Regions from separate parts of the Mus musculus genome. Here region 1 is linked to region 2. The links are chromatin contacts, called in public HiChIP or PLAC-seq maps. All regions are on one chromosome and are shown on one strand. The core of a region is the stretch at or near the end of the contact, and the rest is flanking DNA. Distances in the headings are between cores, read along the strand shown.

Evidence for each region. HiChIP or PLAC-seq counts read pairs in DNA pulled down with a chosen protein or histone mark.
Region 1: a contact with region 2 is called in a Foxp3 HiChIP or PLAC-seq map of regulatory T cells, with 13 times the contacts expected there. The contact joins two enhancer-like sites. A contact is called at or near these places in 6 of 484 Hi-C or Micro-C datasets (3T3-L1-derived adipocytes, CD4 T cells, CD8 T cells and 2 more), 2 of 115 datasets of contacts at active chromatin or transcription factors (both in regulatory T cells) and 1 of 9 other capture datasets (liver).

The regions. Positions count from the first base shown.
Region 1 is chr17:84,311,589-84,315,773 of GRCm38.p6, forward strand. The region is part of intron 28 of Thada (thyroid adenoma associated); the gene reads right to left. Among named protein-coding and RNA genes, the nearest start is that of Gm24492, 26 kb to the left of the region's middle. Within about 2 kb of position 2,138, at least 40 of the 459 cell types and tissues checked have an H3K27ac peak or open chromatin away from gene starts, as enhancers often do. A contact at or near this core is called in CD8 T cells, Th2 cells and regulatory T cells, where this site is marked.
Region 2 is chr17:84,113,367-84,117,772 of GRCm38.p6, forward strand. No RefSeq gene overlaps it. Among named protein-coding and RNA genes, the nearest start is that of Gm35551, 32 kb to the left of the region's middle. Within about 2 kb of position 3,090, at least 178 of the 459 cell types and tissues checked have an H3K27ac peak or open chromatin away from gene starts, as enhancers often do. A contact at or near this core is called in CD8 T cells, Th2 cells and regulatory T cells, where this site is marked.

The sequences.
Region 1 (4,185 bases), core at 888-3,387, 200 kb after region 2:
TGAGTGGAAACCACAGTCAGCCTATCAGCACACGACACAGACGGGACACACGGGAAGGGCAGCCAAGGCTTCAGTTGGTACCTGTGAGTTCCTTCCCAGCTTTTAACTTGGCTCTGACAACTCACCCAGTTTCTTACTTATTTCCTTTAAAACAATTAAATATTTAACCTGTAATTGGTAAACACAGTAGAATATCTGTCTTGGCCTATAGGGACAGAAGTTCATTCAACAAAGAAAATATTTTGAAAATGCTTTGCAATTAGCAAATGATTTCACATTGCACAGCTATTATTTTGAAGCTTCCTAGTCTGTCCCCAGCCCCAACTCACACCCTGTGTTATAGGGTTTTATGTTACCAAAAGGGATCTTATATATAAATGTTCCCTTTCAATTACAATGAAATGATTATAGATATTTAGTTTCCAATTAGCAGCAGCCTTACACTAAAGAATGGCCCTCCCTCTACTCTCGACCTTTTCCAAAATGGCATTTATACAGGGGAAAGTAGGACAATGTCAGAACTTCCACTTTTTTTTTTCCTGCCTTAGGTACTTACTAAACTCATAACCTTTCATACCATTGTGTTAATAAACAGAACTAAAATTATCCTAAAACAGTAATGCATGTTTACTCGTCATGCTAGTCCACGGTTTTAATCCCAACAACCTAAGAGGAAGAGATCATTATGTAGAGCTAGCCTGCTCTACAGAGCAAGTTCTAAGGCTTGTTCCCTCAGACCAGCCTGGTGCAAAGAGAGAACTGACTTTCACACATGTGCTATGGCATGTATGTACCCAAACCCATATATACTCACAAAATAAATAGATGCAATTTAAAAAAAAATTTTAAAGCAATGCATTTGCTAAAGATGGAAATTTATAAAGTAAAATTTAATTAATAGCATTCATCATGAAGCAAGTCAAAAGTAATTTTACAATCTTCTAGTATAAATTACATAAGCAGGAAGTTAGATTACAGTTAAAAACAGATATATGTACATGTGTATACACACATATAAACACTAAGCAAAAATACACTTGCAGGTTTGTTTTGACAGTTGTTGGGGACAAGGACAGGAATATGTTAGAAAATTTAGGCTAGATGGTGGTGGTGCACGCCTTTAATCCCAGCATTTGGGAGGCAGAGGCAGGCAGATCTCTGTGAGTTCGAGGCCAGCCTGGCCTACAGCGTGAGTTCCAGGACAGCTAAAGCTACACAAAGAAACCCTGTCTTGAAAAACAAACAAACAAACAAACAAACAAACAAACAAACAATAGAATCCAAGGACTATTAAAATAGAAAACCACAGAAGTGGTTTCTCATCCCACTTTGAACACTAATAAACTTTGTGATTCAGCTATGTCCCAAGACTTCCCCTCACTAAACTTGCTCATAAATACCAGCAACTGTGGTCTGCTTTCCATACAGCTCAGCTATCTGCTCTTGGAAAATGGTGCCCACTAATGACTGAGACAACCCTACCTTCCAGGGTCCCTCTGAAGCCTAGGGGAGGAGCAATAGTTTCCAAGTTACACTATTAAACAACTCTTCATTGCTGCTTCATTTGGAATGCCTTTGGAATGTGCGTTGACCCTGGGGCCATTGGATAACTTATTTCTCTCCATCTGAATTCTAACAGGGCGTGTGCTCTTTTGTCAACCTTGCTGCACTACCTCTGGTCAGAGCCATTGCTTTCATCCCTACGAAGTTATTACAAGCGCACAGCCCTGTCTGTGTAAGCTCGCAGGATGCATCTCATTTACCCTTTCTTCCCACGGCAACCCCTGGCCACTACCTTGTCTACAATACTGAATGACACTGAGAACAGAGACTTGAGAGCATGTTCTGGAATCTAGCATGCCTTGGTGTAGATTCAAGTACTCTCACTAGTGAGGGTCTTAGGGAAAGTCAACAGATTTTCTAAGATTTGCTTACCTTTTAAGGCTACTGTGAGCTCAAATAAGGTAACGAACGGAAAACACAGTGCCCACCAGATGAGCGGCAACCGGTTATTATAATCTGACAGGTAGGGTCATCTGAGAACTTAAAGCTTCTGTGAGCAAGTATATTCTCTGTTTGTCTCCAGTGTTCTCTGTGTCAAAACAGGAAACAGAGCCTTGCCTGTACCAAACATCCTGCACGTGCTCACAGAGCCCCACCCTCACTCTCCATCCTGTACCAAACATCCTGCACGTGCTCACAGAGCCCCACCCTCACTCTCCATCCAAATAAGCTGCACAGCAGAGAAGATGCTTCAGTCTCTCTGGGCCAACTGACTGCTCTCACACCTTTATTCTCCAGGCCTAGGGCTCAAATTTATCATGCACGGTTCACTCCACTGCTATTACAGCAAAGATGTTTTCCATTGAATGCTGTCCCAAATCTTGCCTTTAGAAAAATGTGTGCATGTATAGAAGAAATAATTAAAAGAAAGTTTGCATCCAATAAATTAAAAAAAATCTATATACATTTGTGAATGTCATCTTCACATTCTCAAAGCATTCAGTGATGGTCCAGGCTAACAGGTTCTCTTTAGACCCCTAAACCTGCTTCTAATTCATCAAATGATCTCCTGCCAACTGCACTGGCCTTTTCCTGCCCACTTGCATTGGTAGCTAGGACTTAACAACTGCACTTACATCCTCTACTCAGTTCGTCACGGGTTTCTCCATTCAAATATACCAAATATAAATGAATCAGGACTTTTGGAGTTTTGGAGCTAAACTGAAAAAAAAAAATCCTTCCTTCGGATTAATGAGTGAGGAATAAGAACTGTAGATACTTGCTAAGCTAAAAACTGCACATTGTCAGGTCTGATGAGCAAAACAAAACAAAAATATCATGTATCTGCAGGTAAATCGGTGATTGTATGTAAGTTAACTGTGACTGACATAACAAAACCACATGAAGAAATGCTGACACTATTAAGCCACAACAGAACATGAGAGAAGGACGATGTGATCCCTTGGGGCTGGGCCTTAGGAGATGCATGATTCTGCAGTCACCCGCACTCTGCTGCGTGGTTGCTAGGCCTTACCCAGATGCTAATTTTTAAACTAAAATGGCAGCTGCACACCCCTTCAGCAGCACCCAGCCACCGCATGTGGCAGACACATGCATGCAGAGGTAGCCGCGGCTGATGGCTGCTTGCATGCACACCATTCCTTTCAGTGCTGGGCAATGGCATGTACAGTGCTGGGCAATGGCATGTACAGTGCTGGGCAATGGCATGTACAGTGCTGGGCAATGGCATGTACAGTGCTGGGCAATGGCATGTACAGTGCTGGGCAATGGCATGTACAGTGCTGGGCAATGGCATGTACAGTGCTGGGCAATGGCATGTACAGTGCTGGGCAATGGCATGTACAGTGCTGGGCAATGGCATGTACAGTGCTGGGCAATGGCATGTACAGTGCTGGGCAATGGCATGTACAGTGCTGGGCAATGGCATGTACAAGTCCCCCAGAGAAGGATGGAAAGGGAATGTGCAGTATTTATGTCCACAGTGCACGTTCATTACTCAGAATTACTTCTTCAATAATGAAGAGATGCATGGCTTTTAAATGCTAATGCCTGATTCCCTGCCCTTACAGAGACAGAGACAAAATATAATTTTCATAGTTCACCTGATATTTCATCTCAATCATTCACCACTTGTTTGTTTTTTTTCCCATAATGAATAACATTTGAAACTAAAGTTCTGAGATTCCAGTAGTGTTTTAGACAGCTGGGAAGAAGATTTTCTCTGTAGTTGTGACACACAGTTTCCCTTAGTAAGAACTCTTTCCCAGGTCAAGAAGAACGCTTTGGAAGGATGTCCACACAAAGATATTGGACCCCCTTAGACCTAGAGATTTAGGAAAAATATTTTCAGTCTTACCCAAAAGAAAAATGAAGTGCTCTAAATATCTAAAGATGTAACACAGACTATCACCCTGCCATTCAGTGGGCTCCAGCTTGCTGGCATCTCCCCTACAACAACTGGAAAAGCATTGCCAGATCTACCTTGGGGGCTCACAGGCTGGAATGAGCGTTGTAGAAGAGCCGAGGGTGCAGATTCTGCAGCCTGAGACGACGACGATAAGCTGCACAGCCCTCTCGGAGGCAAAGCTCTTCCTAACTGCCCTGCTCTATCTACAGGGACTAAAAAAGGCGCCTGCAGATTCTACTGTGGTTCTGCACATA
Region 2 (4,406 bases), core at 1,840-4,339:
AAGTTAACAGGCATGTTCTGTCCCCCTAGACCTTCCCAGAGCTCCAGGAAAAGAGGCAGCACAAAGTCTTCCACCTAGTGGTCCGAGCTTCTAAAGATGGGATCAAATAACACTTGCACAAGACAATGAAATATATGTGAGAAGTCCTGCAAAAAGCTTGGAGCCAGAGAAAATCCCTGAAGCCTGGGGCCATCTAGGAAGGCTTCCTGGAGGAGGGGGAATTTTGTGTTTGGCTAGATACAAGCAGCTTGGGAAGACCACAGTGTAGGGAAGTCTCACCAGCAGTAAAAGAGCTCAAGGTGGGGCTGAGGCTGAGTTTGCTGACTTTCCCAGTGGGTAAAGCCACCAATGTGGAGCAAGGGTCTGACAGAGATATGCAGGCAGGGCTGAAGACCGCCCTACCTTCTTCTGCTTCTGCCTTCTGCAGATCTGATGAGGGTCAGGCTCAGGGTACATAGGTAGGGCTCCTCATTCCTCAAACCTGCCCTTATGTGATATCCCCCACCAGTCCATGTGGGCTTGGACTGGCAGACTTCAAAGACTCAGGAGCCTACTAAACTTTATCCTGGGAATCCCGGCTGGCTCCCCAACTCCACCCCCAGCCTGGACTTCATGCTGCCTAGACTTTCTGGGGGGCACTTTTGATTTAAAATGGGTGTACAGAGGGCAAGACCCCATCTGTGAAGGAATGTGGGGTTCGGGCTGCCCACAGGGAGCTTCTGAGAGAGCCTGCCAGCAGGGGGCGCTGTGAACTCAGTCACACGGCCCAGGCTTGGGGAGGGAGGAGGCCGCCACATGGTGAGGCCTACAGACTCTGAGCCTAGTTCCACCCCAGGGAGCTTGCCTGCCCGCGCTCAGCAGGGTGTGCACCTTCCCAGGCTCACCCACCCACCCTTCCCCCTCCTCTGAGGAAGGAGAAGGGACTATGCTGACCACTTGGCAGACGATGAGACCAAGGTCAGAGAATGCAAAAGAACTACCGGGGACTCAACAGCCTGCAGCAGACGCAGGTTGACTTTCATGCCAGTGTGTCAGCCCCATGTGGTTGGGGCAACCTTTGGGCCTTGTTGGCAAGTCTACCCTGTCCCCAGGCTGACACTGCATGGTGCAGAGGCTAGCGTGGTCAACCCCACGTTCATGAGAGGAAGGGCTGGCCAGGGGAAAGAGGTACATGTTCAGACTTAAGTGCCATTTCCACTGGCACCCGGCTTGCTGGTGCCCATCAGTACCCAGGTCCGACTGGAGAGGAAGGCAGGAGCTGCCAGGAAAACAGGGCACCACACACCTGAGGAAGGGACACCAGAACTGTGGGTTCCACCGGCAGCTCTCAGGAAAAACTGGAAACACGCACCAGTTTTTCTTTATAAGTTTTTCTTTATTCAAGAGGCTAAGGCAGGGGAAATTCTGAGCTCCAGGAGTGCTTGGGCAATTTAGTGAGAAGTCTTCCCAAGATAACAGTAGAATAAAATGCATTTTTAAGAGGTACTAGGCATGGTATTATACACCTATAGTCCTGTAAAATAAAATTAATGTTTGGTTTTTTTGTTTCTTAAGAGAGGGGAAAGAATTCAAAAGACAGGCAGCCCCAGGGTGTGCTCTTACCAACAAAGACAATCAGGGTTGAGTAGGATTAGAACCAGGTCTGCAGCCAAGGAAGGGGCACAGGAGAGCTGGCTAGGCTATGTTCTAGAACTTGGAGGTCTTAGGCAGACCACAGGCGGGAGTTTAGTAGTGGTGACCAAGTCTGAAGAGGTGAGGTGTGCCTCTTGGTTGACGAGAATTCAGCTCAGGGCAGAAGGGTACTTAAGAGCTTGGGGGCCTAGTCAGCTGGCCCTAACCCAACTAAGGAGTAGTCTCCTCTCTGAAACTCTCCTACTGACCTCTTCCCATGCCTTCTCAACCTCTCTATTATCACCACAATGCTTGCCTAGCACTGGCTGTGTGTGACAACAGAGCACTGAAGTCAGGGATGCTGCAGGAGAGACAGGAGGCAGAGGCGGACTGCGTGCTGGGCAGAGCTGCTGGCTCCTAGGGCCGGCTCCAGTGCACCCGGCGGCTCTGGGGCTCTGCTCTTCAGCTGATGGTGAAGACGATATGACCTTAGTGGTGGGCTCTCTTGCTTTTGTGGTTTCCTTTTCCACCTAAGGAACAATTTCTTTTGTTCCGGATAACTGAAGGGAAAGTGGATGCTGTTTAAAAGTCTAAACTTGAGGTGCTGTCTCATGGGGTCCCCTCGGTGGGCAGACATTTCTCCCTGCCCCTCCACTCACATTCCCCCTGACTCCTTGACCTGCCAAGCTCAGGTAGCCTCCTGGCACGAGGTGGAGATGGGGGGGGGGGGGGTGTGCCTCATATGATGCTCTCTCAGCCATCTCTTGCTATCCAGCTCCACTGGATAGAGAAGACGGGTGGGGACCCGCCCGGGGACCACCCTTCCATCCTGCCTCTGCTATGAAGTCCTGTGTGTGCATGGTCACTGCTCTGCTCATCCTCTGGTCCTTATATGGCAACATCCACAGGTTACCTTTGAGAACAAGGACAAGAAGGCAACAGATACAGGGTTGACCCTCAGCCCCCAAGAAGCTGCCATGCCACAGTCTGAGCCTAGGTGAGCTAAGAGACCCAACGACCCCATCCCAGAAGCTCTAGGGACACCAGGCCAACAACAGGCAGAAGTTGGGGAACCCAGGCCCAGGCCACAATGTGTGGGATTCAGGGCTTCCATCCAAGAATGCAATTTGGCATCCTTCCTAGGAGATATTCGGCTGAGAAAGGAGAGGGGGTAACTATGGCACATGGTAGAAAAGAGCCTTCTATGTTTAATCCCTATTGGTAGGCAGGGACCTGCACAGCAAAACCAGGGCTGGGCTGAGCCTCCACGAGGACCTCTTAGGGCCCCTGTGGAGATGCCCTGGTGGTCTTACAGGCCAGCTTGCCCAGGATATGCCAGGGCATTTAGGCTATGGTTCAGTGCCGAGAAGGAGAAGGCAGAGGTGGGTGATGTCACCCAGGATGAAGCAAGCGAGGCTACTGATAACATCGCCAGTCGGGCTCACTGTGGGCAAGGTGACTCATCCAGACAGCCAAAGCCACCAGGACATTGTTGTTGTGCCCAGCCGGTAGGACTGGGAGGAGTGGTGCAGCTGGAACAGGTCCCCACTGAGGCCTCAGTTTGAGACCTCAGAACACCATGTCCCCAACCTCCATTACCCCACCAGCTCAGGAAATAGCCCTCCCCGTGGCGGTTACCATTATCTTGGTCCCCAGCATTTGGTGGGTGTCTGTGGGGTGTGTCGGGTGATTTCCCTACCCGTCCACTGAGCACAGCAGGTACCAGAGATTCTAACAGCACACCAGTTGCTCCCCCCCACCCCCTCGGACAACTGTCTTTGGAGACAACACCGGATGGCAAACTGCTAACCATAACCACGTGGCACCCTCACAGAGGGTACAGCCTGTTCTCCTACTGAAGACACCTTTGAGCCTGCCCCTAACCCATGCATTTTTTTTTCCACCTCAGAGCCTGCTGAGGCCAAGGTTGTTCTTCCCCATCTGTGGGGAGTACCACAGACTGTTGTCCATGTGGAAAACTGAACAACTGCAGAAGGTACCGTTGAGCTTTGAGGTCTCATGACTATACGTGGTGGCCCCTGTTCCTTCTCGTTTCTAAAGTACTTCTCGTTCTTCTCAGCCGCCTAGAGTTGTCTCTTTGGCTTGCCTTTAGTAACTACCCTCCCACTGAACTTTCCCCCACTTAGCTGTTGTCTTCCACAGCCTAAGTTTCTTCATTCCTTCCTTTCTCCATCCCATGAGAGATCAGCATCCTTCTCAGTAAGGAACCAGAGAGACTAGGACCTCTGAGGGTTACAGTCTAGCTGGGGATTAATTAACTAATAAACAGATTAACTGGATGCATAAACTAAGTAGACAGTCCTGGTGGCACGGGCCTGTGATCCCAGCTACCTGAGAAGCTGAGGCAGGAGAATGGACTGTAGTGTAAACTCAAGGCTAGCTTGGGGAGCCTGTGGAGAACTTGTATCCAAATGAAAACATTAGGACACCCTGAATGGTGGCTCCCAGTTTAATCCCCCCAACACACACACACACACACACACACACACACACACACACACACACACACACTCAGGAAGCAGAAGCCTGCTGAAGTGTTTGAGGCTAGCCTAATCTGCATCACAATGTCTGGGCTAGCCAGGGCTACCTAGTGAGACCCTGCCTCAAAAGAAAAAGCAACAACAACAACAACAACAACAACAAAAATCAAGAAAAACAAAACAAAAAAAGGAGCCAGGGAATGTTGCTTAATGGCAGAGTGTTTGCTTGCCTGGCATCGCGTGTGTGAAGCCCTCAGCGAGATGATCCCAGATACTGAGGAAAACAAACCAGAC